Linked DNA regions of Pan troglodytes: region 2 is linked to region 1. The links are chromatin contacts, called in public Hi-C maps. All regions are on one chromosome and are shown on one strand. The core of a region is the stretch at or near the end of the contact, and the rest is flanking DNA. Distances in the headings are between cores, read along the strand shown. Region 1 overlaps CDK6 (cyclin dependent kinase 6). Region 2 holds the start of LOC134810468 (a long non-coding RNA gene).

The links. A called contact is a pair of places that touch in the nucleus more often than the background predicts.
Region 2: a Hi-C map of stem cell-derived neural progenitor cells shows a contact between it and region 1, with 4 times the contacts expected there. The contact joins two enhancer-like sites. A contact is called at or near these places in 3 of 7 Hi-C or Micro-C datasets (blood, induced pluripotent stem cells and stem cell-derived neural progenitor cells) and 1 of 1 other capture datasets (stem cell-derived neural stem cells).

What each region holds. Positions count from the first base shown.
Region 1 is chr6:101,994,734-102,001,494 of NHGRI_mPanTro3-v2.0_pri, reverse strand. CDK6 (cyclin dependent kinase 6) reads left to right here. Exons shown (of 8, transcript XM_003318579.6): 6 at 1,634-1,684; 7 at 6,515-6,650. Among named protein-coding and RNA genes, the nearest start is that of FAM133B, 31 kb to the right of the region's middle. Within about 2 kb of position 3,539, at least 7 of the 24 cell types and tissues checked have an H3K27ac peak or open chromatin away from gene starts, as enhancers often do. A contact at or near this core is called in stem cell-derived neural progenitor cells, where this site is marked.
Region 2 is chr6:102,418,150-102,424,910 of NHGRI_mPanTro3-v2.0_pri, reverse strand. It overlaps LOC134810468 (a long non-coding RNA gene), which reads right to left and starts at 6,551. Exons shown (of 3, transcript XR_010158592.1): 1 at 6,394-6,551; 2 at 5,427-5,507. Within about 2 kb of position 3,515, at least 3 of the 24 cell types and tissues checked have an H3K27ac peak or open chromatin away from gene starts, as enhancers often do. A contact at or near this core is called in stem cell-derived neural progenitor cells, where this site is marked.

The DNA.
Region 1 (6,761 bases), core at 2,290-4,789:
TTTTAGAAAAAAACTTGGACTTCTCACCTTGTCATCTTTTAAGACCTGTCAAGATGTCTTTTAGAGCGCAACTTCGTGATTCTTTATGAATTTGGCTGCATTAGTGATATGCAGGTGGCTTATATTAGTTTTATAGGACTGCCGCAACAAAATACCAGACTGGATTGCTTAACCAACAAAAGCTTATTTTCTCACAGTTCTGGAGGCTGGAAGTCCAAGATGAAGGTGTCAGCAGGTTTGGTTTCTTCTGAGGGCTCTCTTTTAGGCTTACCTTCTCATGGTTCTCACATGTTTATTTCTCTGTGTGCATGTGCACCCCTGATGTCTCTTTGTGTCCAAATGGCTTCTTCTTACAAGGAAAACAGTCAGATTTGATTAGGGCCCACCCTATCTTATTTTAATTACTTGTTTAAAGGCTCTATCTCCAAATACAGTTAAATTCGGAGATCTTGGGAGTTGGGCTTCAACATGAATTTGGGGGAAAAAAATTCAGCCCATCACTTTGCAATAAGTAAATTCTTTTCCACTGCATTTGGAAATCATTATTTTCAGGAATAGTAACATTCATAGAAAGTATGGTTGAGAAACGTTAAGGTGTGTTCTAACCACTGAAATGCTATGACTGCAGGATTCTCCATATATGGCCATATATAGTGAGTTCATTTATTGTGCACAGAAAATATTTAAGAGGTCAAGTTTAAGGCTGTATAATTTGATATATAATATAAAAAGAGATATGATACCTGATAATAGACTACAACTATTTTAATACATTAATGTTGAAAATTACCTGTTTATGGCATTTGTTGAGGAAGGAATCAGGGAACGTTTACTTGTGTACCATAGGTGTATGCAAAATGAAATAAAATGTTTAGTAACTGCATCTGTCAGAGTAAAGCTCTATGGCAGAGATTTATAGGGAAACCTAGAGAAGTCTCCTCCCTCAAGGGGCTACTTGATCTTCTTGGAGAAATGCCAGAAATGTCACAAAATGACCTTTTTTAATTGCCAGTTAAATGCTCAATGTAGACAAGGAAGGCTGTGTGTTTCAAGCAGACACAATTGCCTCTAAAGCCCGGAGTTAAGATTTAGAACTTGTAATGGTTAGCTGCCATAATACTGGGAGGAAGAAAAGTGGTATAATTAGAAAAATAGACCCAGAGGTGGTTCACTGCAGCATTGAGGACAAATGAAAGGAGAGAGACCCATGAGGAAGTACTCTGATAGCAGAGTAGTATGGAAAAAGTGCTCTGAGAAATATCAAAGAATCTCACCTATTTATGGTTCGAGACTAGGCTGGTGGTATGTTCCACCTTATCACGAAGTTAAGCAGATCTTTGAAACCTGGAACTGAATTTGACGGTAGCACTGTTGTTAGAATGACTGCAAACAGAATGCCCGTGATTGTAAAACATGGAATTCATCTACCACCAGGTATTCATGAGAGATCCTAACCCATACGTGAAATGCAGGGAAAACCTTCACTTACCAAAGGAAAAATGTCTCAATTTTTTTTACTTCTTCCCAACCCATAAAGAATATTTTGCTTCCTGTGAAACAATGATAATGGCAAATATGATTGAAATGTAATCTGAGAACATTTCTTATTTAAAATGTATCTTTATTCTTTTAGGCCTCTTTTTCGTGGAAGTTCAGATGTTGATCAACTAGGAAAAATCTTGGAGTAAGTAATAATTATAATTTTACACCAGTGTCCATAGCATTAAAACATTTACAGTGACTTTCCTCTGACATGCATATCATGTGTTTATCTCTTGTCTTTCTTACTTCAAGCAGCTGCTGCAGACAGTGTTACTATTTGTGTGGTGAGTGGAGACATGGTAGAAGTGCCATTTTATGCAGAGCCCTAACTGCTCTGCTCTGGAAACTTGTATGTTGCTTGTGTGGATCTTTTAGCTGCTCCTCTTTCTTCGTGTGGCTGAGCTCCAGTTCTTTTAGTTCAAATACATTTTCTGCTTGTGGTCATTTCAAAAGCACCCGCCATCAGAGATGGGATGCCTGGTGACCAAGTACCCATCCTTGTCCAGTGGGCTTCCTGTCCCCACTGAGTATCCTTGGTCACCCAGGTTGGTTCTGCATTGTTTTGTTTTGTTTTCCTGGGCAAAGGATGGTATGCTACACATCTCATTTTTCTTTGGAGCACCAAAATAGAAAATGAGAACCCTAAGTCTTTGGCAAAATAACTCTGCAACTTTGAGAAAGTCATTTAAAACACCTCGTGAAGGGCTTACACAGTGCCTGGCACATAGTAAGCACTTTAAAAAGTTATCTATTACTGTTACTATTAGAGTTCATCATTAATTATTTAACTTTTTATTTCCTTAACTTCATCTGAGAAATGAAACTCTGACTTAAATTCTCTATAAGATCCTTTCTTGTGCTCAAATTCTTTGGTTTCAGTTACATCGCTCCTTGATGATTTACATAGTTTCATTCATGTCTGCATGTTCATGCATGTATGCATTCATGTTTCTAGAATGTAACTGGGGCACTTCTTCTGACAAAGCATGCAGTGTGGCATCCTTTTTTGGGTTTTTGTGTTTGAAAGGCCCATCCAAATTGGAGTGGAGTAGGAAAAAAGTGGGAGTTCTAGACCAAAAATAGCCCTGATCTTTGGTCTGTGACATTTTATAGGAATCCCAGTGATTTTTATGAAATTCGAAGTCTGTAAGACTGCAACAAAAAAAAAACACCCCTAAAGAACAGATTTTCATATCAGCACTGTCTACTCAAGCATGACTGCTTAAAACAGTTAATAAAACTGGAACCTGATTTTGTTCTTTTAGTGACTAGAAGCAGCTAGACTTCTGTTAATGCCAGTGCTACTGCTGAGTCAGAACATAGTAGCTTTAAGGCCTGAATAACATTTGCTAGTTTTTTATGCCTGGGGGCTTCCTGGGTCCAGGGCAGGTGATGCTACTGCTCCTACTACTGACCACTCTGTACAGTGGATAAATTCAACACAAAGCCTTCATGTTACCCCTGCTTCTGAATGGCAAGTTCTTTAATCACTCAATGATGAACTCCCATCTATTTTTCCCCATGACTGTTGAATGTATTTTGTGTGCATGTGATCATAAAGAGGAAACTAGGGAAAGCAGACATACTGATGACCTTCTGTTAAAAGGAAAGAGAATCTTGACTAAAGTCAGCTTGCCAGGACTTGAAAGCCATCACCTTCTTTCCCTTATTTATACTACCTGACAGTTGTGTCTACCTCCAGCACTGATGTCTGCAATCTTGTTAACCATTGTTAGTGCCCCCTTAGTACATGAGGCCAGTGAAATGGACCAGAAGGAACATTTGACCGGCATGTTTGACCTGCTTCCAAAGAAAAGCCAGTTCTGCTTTTGGCAAAGTCCTGACAATCGTAGGTTGCCAACAGCAAAGAAGCTGTAGAGTTCTATGGTTTGTGCCTTTAGATTTTACTTTGTGGTTTCTGGCATTGTGTCATCAAAATTATGTTCTGTTTCCTCTGAATGCATTACCTTGCCAGAGAAAAGGGACAATGCTGCACCCTAGCGTCACTGCTGAAGTACTTGAAAAAATATTTCTGTCTCCTCCATCACTGCCATTTATAGATTTTGTGCCCTGTTGGGCTTGCCAACATAAATGTCAACTTTTAAGGCTTATATTCAGCTGTCCAAATAGTGGAATTAAATGCAAGCATTTTTTAATGGACCTATCAGAATTTCACAACACATATATGGGCCATAAAAGTTCATTCTGGACATGAAACCAAATTTTTTTTAAGGAAAGCCATATTCACATACTCTTTTTTATTTTTTTCTTTGGAGACAAGGTCTTGCCCTGTTGTCCAGGCTGGAGTACAGTGGTGCGATCTTGGCTCACTGAAGCCTTGGCCTTCCGAGCTCAAGTAATCCTCCTATCTAAGCCTCCCAAGTAGCTGGGACTACAGGCACAGGACACCACAACCAGCTAATTTTTATATTTTTTATAGAGATGGAGTTTCACCATGTTGCCCAGGCTGGTCTTGAACTCCTGGGGTCAAGTGGTCCGCTTGCCTCGGCCTTCCAAACTGCTGGGATTACAGCCACCCCACCTGGTCCATGTTCACATACTCTTAAAGGGAAAAACATTTCTGTGTTTAGGAAGATTTAAGCCTTCAAGTAATAGCAAGTATTAAAAGTGAAACAATAGTTTTAGCCTGTGACATCTTAGAGCATTTTTAAGAATGATGTCATAGCTAAATGGAAATAAAATATTGGAATAGAGAGAACGGAACTCACTCTGGACTCTGTGACTGAGCTTGCTATCTGTGACTTTGGCAGTTCATTTTATTCCTCATTCTCAATTTCCCCATCTATAAAATGAGACTAATAACACCTGACTTATATGTCTTAGGAAATTATTACAGGAATCAGAGGAGGTGATAGACTTAAAGTTTTATATATATAGTTATGTGTTTGTTTAAAATTTTATATAAAATTATATAAAGTTATTTGTATATGTACACGCATACAAACAGAGATGTGCTGTTCCTCTGAAGGCTTTTGGCATTCAGTTGATCATATACTTGCAAGATGTAATTAGATGTAGATACATTCAAAGCCACAAATAAAAAAGATTTTAAATATTTCTAGGAGTTATTAATATAATCAATTTCTAGCTGACTGGTGAATATACACAAAAATATTGATACACATAGACCTGAAAACTAAAAAGGAATGAAAGGAAATTTTTAAAGCTCTCTAACAAGCATTTTTCATTCCCTCCTCTGCCCTGTCCCATTGTATCCAGACACTTACACGTGCATTTCTTTTCATAATTAATAGTGGTATTTTTGGTTTTTTTCTTTTTACTTCGATTGTAGGCTGTACTATTGAACAAATCTATATATTGCTCATTGTCATTTCTATTTATTGCTTCTAGTAAATATGTCCATGAATCTGTCTTTGCCTCAATAATGTAGCTCTCTCAGTATGCCTGATAGAGGCCAAATTACAGTGTCTTCCCCAGACACCCAGGCAGAGAAGCCGTGATGACAGGGGTATCTTCCCAGCTGAAGTCTATGGCCTGGGCTCTGTGTAGGTGAGGGAAGGGGAAATGAAGTGCTACAGATCTTGAGACCTGTACCACATCTTCCTGAAATCTGGAAGTACATTCATAAGAACACCTCTTCCTGGGCCTTAGTCCCAACAAGTAGAGGCCAAGCAGAAGACCCTAATGTGGGCCAGCACAATTTCTAACTGTAGTTAAAATTATTTGTTCAGTATTTGAATAGCTATGTACCCCGTCCACTAAACTATGATTTTATTTTTGGTTCAGAGTTATACAGTCTGTGTGAGAAAGAAGTCCCTGCATCCTCTGATTTTCTCTGTTCAAACCTACTTACGACCTATATGTAAACTATAAATAATATCTATACAATGTATAAGTTATGTAAGTCCATTGACCCATTAATTTTTTAAAGAATCTTAAGTTATACATAGATATAAGCAGTTCATATTTTAAGTGTGGTAATGATGTATTTCCTATGCATCTTGTATTAATAACATTTTCTAATTATAATAATAGTCGGCAGTGTATTGATTGATAATTGACTGTGTGTGATGTATATCAGGTGCTGTGCTATGTACTTTAAATTATAAATGTATATATTACTATAAATTTAAATAAAGTATAACTGATCCTCATTACAACTGTAAGTTATTATCATTGTATACATAAAGACACTAAGGGTCATAGATGTTAAGTAATTTGTCCTTACCTGCCAGTAAGTGGCAGGTGCAGGATTTGAACCCAAATCTGCCTATTTCCGAAGCCTGTGCTTATCACTTGCTGTTCTTTCCACATTTCTGATCCCAGAATGGTTTTCAGGGGAAATATAAATAATAGTCTTTTAATTTACTGTTTGCTCACTTTGGAATACCACAGACTTCCTTTTATAAAATCATGTTTGTATAATGCAGGCCTAACACGTTTTAGCCTCATTTTTCCTTCTGATTCTAATGTATATATTTAATATGTAGGGAATTGCTCTTTAACCAAAAATGCAACCAAATTGATATGTTAATAAACCATGTTGGATGAGCATCATAAAATCATGTCAATACTGGGGTGTTCGATCAAAACACAAAAAGCATTCTTGGACATAAAGGAAGATATGTACCAGTATGGGTCTCCTCTGAATACAATAAGTCCTGCTTTGTCACTAAGTCAGAGCTTACTGCCTGGTAATATATTTTCTATTTCTACATCATCCCTTACATTTAGTGTCTGCTACCAGAGCAATCTCTTATCTCCTCCCACTGAATTTTACAATTCTTCTGTGAGATTACCCTCTCCTCCATGACCACCATATTGCAGTAGGACAGAGATAAACAGAGACCCTGCCAGTAATAAAGTGAAGGTCTCCTGGGACTCTGCCCCCCATGTCTCCCCCTTAGATTTTGCCTTTCTCTGGAAATTGATGAGAAAACAGCTTCTGCATAGTAGCTAATGCTTATGTCCATGTGTGGTTCTTTTGTAGCGTAATTGGACTCCCAGGAGAAGAAGACTGGCCTAGAGATGTTGCCCTTCCCAGGCAGGCTTTTCATTCAAAATCTGCCCAACCAATTGAGAAGTTTGTAACAGATATTGATGAACTAGGCAAAGACCTACTTCTGGTAAGTTTTTCTGATGTCAAGCTCGTCTGCACTGTGCCAGTGAGACACCTGCCCTACCCAGACTGGGTGGTGGGCACAAATATCAGTTCAGTAGCTGCTATAGGCATCACA
Region 2 (6,761 bases), core at 2,266-4,765, 420 kb before region 1:
AGCTACAGTTTTTCACTGGTCAACTTGGAGTTTCCCCTTCACACGTACAGTTCAGGGTCACCAAAGATTAGAGAGGAGATTATGAGCAGATTTGGGGCCTACCTAGCCCCACTGTGATCTTTCTCTCTGGGATTTTTACCCCTCAATTTCCAGATGTTGTGAAAGCTCCAAACACTATCCTTTGACTCCTCAGGTCAATAAGACTGTAGCTTTCTGCTTCAATTCTAGCTGTCCTGCACCAAGTGGAGTATAGAGCACCTTTGGAAAAATCAATAAATACATTGATTTTATCTAATATGGTTCCTTATTTCAAGGATCAAATTCTCTCTGGTTTTGGGCTGCTTTGTTGTCTCCCCAGTATGTTTCAATTGTTTTCTTTTAATATTTTGTCCAGAGTTCACAATTGTTATCTGTAGGAAGGGCAGTCTGATACAAACTACTGCAACACGACCAGAACCAGAACATATGCAGGCAACTTTTTCATTCTATTTCACTTAAGTAAAAAGTTTTGCACAGGTAGCATAAATTACAGCAAATTTGAAATTTTAGGTGAATCTTTTATTTTTGAATCACAGGTTTCCATTTCTAGATAATCATTGCTTTATTAAAAGGTAGATGCTCCAAAGAGAGAAATAAATGCTTGCCTTCCTTGAGACAATCTCAAAGGAAATGCCATGTCTGTTTTTTGTTTAATTTAGTATTTGTAATATAAAGAGGCTTAAGACCTCAGTCTTCTAAAAGTTTTCAACCTGAAAGATGTGAGTTTATTATTATCTATGTGGCCTCCCAGTTTTGCAAATAATCCCTTGAAAACCTCCCTATGGCTGTTTATGTAAATGAGAGATAACTCTGTTTTAATTCATTTCACTGGGTATAGTGTACAAATTAAGGGAAGGAGAGCCAGGTATAAGAATCTAGTGAGCTGGGAAATATGGGATGTTTATTTTGTAGGATGTGGTTTAGAGATTCCTGGTTGGAATGGCCCATACCATAAGAGTTCCGGGTGGGTGCCATGCCACACAGGAAACAATTGTAGCCTGCCCCTGGGAGTAAGCCAGAGAGCTAACAAATTCAGTGTGCATTGTAATGCTTCATCAACACGCCTTCTGCAGGGCCTGCCCTCTCTGCTGGGTCACTGACCCTTATAAGTGCACAGTCATGGCCACCGCCTGACAGGCATGAAAAGGAGACAGACAATGGACGAGAAGGAGACATGCACAGAGGGGGAAAATGCACTCATTCAAGGGATTTACTGGTCAGGGATGTCATGTCCTATGTCCAGTCCCAGAATGCATGTGGTGGTGTTTAAGCCATGCATATCTAGCTACATAAATATAAGGAATGATTATCATCAATATATGAACATAAAAATATCCCTGAGAATCATGATTGATTTTTGTGGCAGCACAGAACAATGTAGAAAGTAGTTTTGTGTTATAAAATTTTTCACCAATTTATAAAAGCTTTAGATCATTAAAATTGATTAGAGTGTCATACAGCCTGATTTCAAAGGCATTCCAGACTCCAGAGGCGGCATCAGATAGTGACCCGCAAGCTGGGGAAAAAAACATTGAATTTGGGTCCTGAATTTGTCCTAAAGGAGCTGTGCAGCCTTTGGCCATTTGTTGCAAACAATCAGGCTCCCATTTCTTCATCTGTATACGAGTAGGTGCCATCTTAGTATAATGATACCATTTCCCCGATATTTTAGGATTTCTGTGTTTGTTACTATTCCTTTGCATCCTGAGATGATTCATATAGTTTCTTTTTCAGGAAGTTTAGGAAACATGTTAACACAGTGATTTTCAAAATGAACTTCTGAAACCCTATGTATTTCCCCTGTTCAGTAAGACATACTGGTATTATTTTACATATTGGAATGCCATGTAGACTTTTATTTCTTTTTATTCCATTTTTAAAAGGAGTCTATTTCAAGTCAAAAAAAGCATTTGAAAACCAGTTCTGAAGGATGTTCCTTTTACCTCTGATGGTGTATGATTCTTGTAATGAAAAGGGGATGCATAAATTTGTATCTTTTATTAATAAGCATTTTTCAAAGGCTCTTAACAGTGATATTAAATTAAATGTCTCTCCTATTGATTCTTGATCAAAATAGTGTTCTTATAGAAAAACTATGTATAGCAGATGCATCTGGAAAGGGACATGTGTTCTGAGAACCCCACTCTAGAATGGGAGCACTGTTCTAGAGTACATATACAGCCTCTACCACTACAGAGATTGTCACACAGAGTGGTATTATCACACTGGGTTTGTCAGCATTTCATGGTTTCTAATGGTCTCCTGTGCTTATAGAGCCCAGGGGCATCTCAAAAATGGCATCTTGGCTGGCATTCCACCTCAAAGTGCCTAACAACCCATCTTGCTTCTTGAAGAACTTCTGCTGATTATCAGTGGTTCAGGAAATGTAATCTAATTTTTAACACAAACCAAACCCAAACATAATTACATGCTAAATATGTAGAAAGAACAAGCATATGATGCAGTTCAAAGCCAAATAAACGTGATTTCTATTTTTGATCATTGAAAAGTAATCTTTCTCACCACTGCCTTCTATAAATATAAGGTAATGTGTGTGAGCCACATGCAAGTGGGTTCCTAAATCCCACTGTATATTTAATATTTATAGTAACTTTCACTCAAGAATCTACTCCCATATGTGCTAGCAATCATTTTTCCACTTTGAAAGCGTGAAGAAATTATTCCCATTTTACAAAAGTAAATAAATTTAGTCCTGGAGAGGATAACATTACAGTTCATTTTCATGTATAAATGTCCTTCCCTGCTAGAGACTGAGCACCTCTATGGGAAAAGAGTGGTGTCCGATTAAATGTTAAGGTGAAAAGTCCAGTTCATCCTCTGGAAGAAAAGAATGATATGTCCTTGTTCATCCCTAAGCCTTCTGGGTTGGAATAACGATAACTGGGATTTCATGAGAACCTAGAAGAGTGATCTTGTTTAATGTATTCACTCCCAAAATACAAAGTTTCTGGACTACCCTCTAGAAGCTTTTATTCTGTTGTATACAAACTCATTATCATTCATACAGCCTAAAATTTCACATAATCATTTGCTGACCACTTTGCAGTTAGGCTTTTTAGATATATTTTTAGTTTGTTCTTGATTTCCCTATTTGTTTTTTTTTTCTTGCTGGGGAGAGGGTGAGACATATTGAAATTTAATAGAGATGATTGTTAGACAGAATTTTGAAGGAAGTGAGTGTACTCACCCCACCCACTTCATCAGGAGATGCTTCCTCTGTGAGGTGGGATTTGAGTCATATTAATTTGTCCCAGACCACACCAAAATTAAGCTGTTCACGTCTGAAACATTCCATGAGTTCAGTTGCGAGGAGGAATTTGTTCAGCCATGTTATGGATTCATATTTCTCTCCTCTCCCAAGAAGGTCTGGGTGTCCTTATAAGGGAGAACGCCTCTGTTTCCCACAGTGTGGAGAGCGAAATAAATACTCTCTCACAGTCAATGCAGAGGTAACTTTTTTTTAATGGATTAAAAAAAAAAAAAAAGCAGTTCTGAGAGTCCATCACTGTTTCAGCATCCCCATTCAGAGAGGGGGCTTTTGTCTCTCTCTCAGTGGGAGCTGCCATTTTAATGGGGCCTCCAGCAGGGCCTGGTTTGATGATGTGAAGTAGGCCTGGAAGAATCGTGGAATTTTTTTTTTTTAATTTAGATTTTGGTTAATTTAACCATACTGGCTTTCAAATGAACTGAAATGTAAAAGTGAATCCACGGTAAATGTCCCTCAGAAACTGCTACCAGATAATTTCAGCGATTTCTCATTTCTGAAGCTCTCTCATGTGAAAACCAATCCCTTGAAGTTCTAATAGGCATTACCGGCCGTCTACCCCCAACCCCCAATCTATTTGCAAAGATGAAAATCGGTAGAATTCATTCTTAAAAATATGCATACGCATACACAGACACAAACGTGCACTCCTAAATGCTAAATGAAAACATTGCTTTTAGCTGATTGCTGATGCCAAGCCAGGATTGGGATAGCTTTGTGGTAATTCTGGGGTTTCCCTTTTGCCTGAGTCATGAACACCACGGTACATGGAATGCTCCCCGACCCCAGAGCCTTGGGAGTGCCAAAGCTACTCCCCAAGCCCTCGCCCCAGAGGAGGATTCCAAAATCCCCCACAGCACACTTTCTAGATAAAACTGTTGCTCTCAGTAATGAGGCCACAGCCTGCAGAGCCAAACTGGCCCGCAGGCCGCTTTCTGCAGGCCTGGCGCCGGACCTGCTCTGCCCCCGCCCGCCCCGCAGCCCCCGCGGCCACACAGTGGCTGCGCCTGGCAGCTGCGCGCCCAGATGCCAACCGCTGGAATGTGTTTTATGTTCCCGCGTCTCTGCCTGGCTGGCCTCGGGGGAAGGCTCTTCCCTGGCCTCTCCGGCTCCGGCGCTGGGCTGCGGCAGCTGGGGAACCGATGTGCGATCATTTTACACATGAGCTAGCTGTTCACCCTTCCAGGAACTGTTTGCCTGCACTAATTCCGCGCAAGATGCACACACTGAGCCCCTTTGTAGGGCTGAAGGATGACAGTCTCTCCGGCCTAGATTGGTTTAGTAAATGACTGACTGCATGGACCTGAGTACCTGGGTATTCGTGTGTGTGTGTGTGTGTGTGTGTGTGTGTGTGTGTGTGTGTGTGTGTGTGTGTGTGTGTTGACTTAAAGGCGCTCCCTCTTTGCAGAAATAAATGAATTAACGAATTTTTAAAAAGAAGGTAGAACTAACGCATTTTCGAAAAAAGCAAACATCAGGGAATGTACAGTTTGTTACAACATATCTATCCATGATTCCATTTTGGGGGAATTTATATGAAGATATCCCACAATCAGGCAATCGCCAAACAAGAAAGCATCCTTAATTGAGTTGAAACTGGGGGTAAGGGGACAGAAAAATCGCCCCCATAAAATAATTTCAAATTCAGCCTTGTGTTTCCCAGTAATTGGGCTGTCTGAGGATGAGACTGGGAGTGGAAAAATCCAAGTCAGTCTTAGAGCTGCACTTCTCAAAAGTGGCTGCAAAGGCTTTGAGGTGGTCAGTGATTTGTGTTTATTTACAACAATGCTTTAATTAATCATATTTAATAAGATTTGATATCACTTCATCGGTGGCTAAGCAAAATATTAATTATGATTTAGTTTGTTGAATTACCACTATCAAGAACTTGGATGATGATTTTTTAAAAATCATTTTATCTCTCTGTGCCTTTTCTATGCTTCAGAAGTGACAATGGCATGTTTAAGAGTCTAGGAAACATTTGAGCCTGGGATGAAAAGTCAGATACCGAAGACCCAGTTGTACACATAATGCATTTTTAGAGAAGATACATAAAAATGGACATCCAGCCAGGTGTAGTGGATCATGCCTGTAATCTTACCACTTTAGGAGGCCAAGACAGGAGGATTGCTTGAGGGCAGGAATTTTAGACCAGCCTGGGCAGTATAGCAAGACCCCATCTCTACCAAAGAAAAAAGAGAGAGAGAGAGAAAGAGAAAAAAAATGGACATCACTTACAAAGTACACTCTCAATAGCAGATATGCTCTATCTTTAAAAAAAGTTTTGAATTATTAATGTATCACCTTCTTGTTAAAGAAAACAATACCAAAATGTTTAAAATTAAAAGTAAAAATTACCTCCATTCCCACTCCCCTGGAATAATCACTTACAAATCCAACAAGTATCTTTCCAGTCTTTTTAAACACACAAACACATATACTGTATAATATATATATGTGTATAAAATATATGTGTGTATTGCATATGCTTGTATACATGCAATATACATTTAATGTACCTATAGAGAGAGGATCGCTTCTTTTTAATGGGATCTTGTTAAACATATTGTTCTATAACTTCCTTTTTACTCAGAAATATAATCATGAATAGCCTTTAATACCAGTATTATATTATTTGTAGTGGCTCCATAATATTCCAGAATATCAGTGTATGGTGTTTTATTTAGTCCTTCCCATATTTATGGTCATTAAAGTTATCCCAAATTCTTCAGTAATATCAATAATGCTGCCATAAACATCCTTGCATATATATCATAAATTTTAAATATATATTTAAATGCAGCTGTTTTTGTTGTTGTTTTTTGTTTTTGTTTTTGTTTTTTGCCTCTGTGGAAACTGGAACTGTCAACTGAGAAGGGAAAGGCAGCACGAAATGAAGTATAAGTGTTGCATAAAGAATAAAGGCTCAAGTTGCAAAGCAGTGAGTTGGAGTTGGCTTATAGGAACAGAAAGCAGACTCATTAAAAATTGCATTTTGATGTATAATGTATTTTTTTCAAAGTCATGAGGCTCTATGTTCTCACAATGTCTTCTTTCAGATAACATACCTGTAGGTGTGCACAACTCTGTCTCCAACTTTGTAACTGAACTGGGCATGGAGTTGGGTTCACTTTGTAACTTTGAAATCTTGATGAGCAGCACAGAAGCAGTCATGGCTTCTCTGTAGCTAAGGAGACTGCAGTAGTTGCTACAACCAGTAGCTATATTTGGCTCTATTTCTCAAGCACTGAAATTGAAAATAAAGAAGTATTTTTCCTTCACTTTGATCTCCTTTCTATCTTGCTTTCTTTTATTGTATATTCTTTTTGAAAGTCACCTCACATTCTTACTGATTGGGTCTAGAGTCATTCCTTTATCCATTCACTTATTGATGTACATTGATACACGTACTGAAATACATCAAGTAGAGCTCATT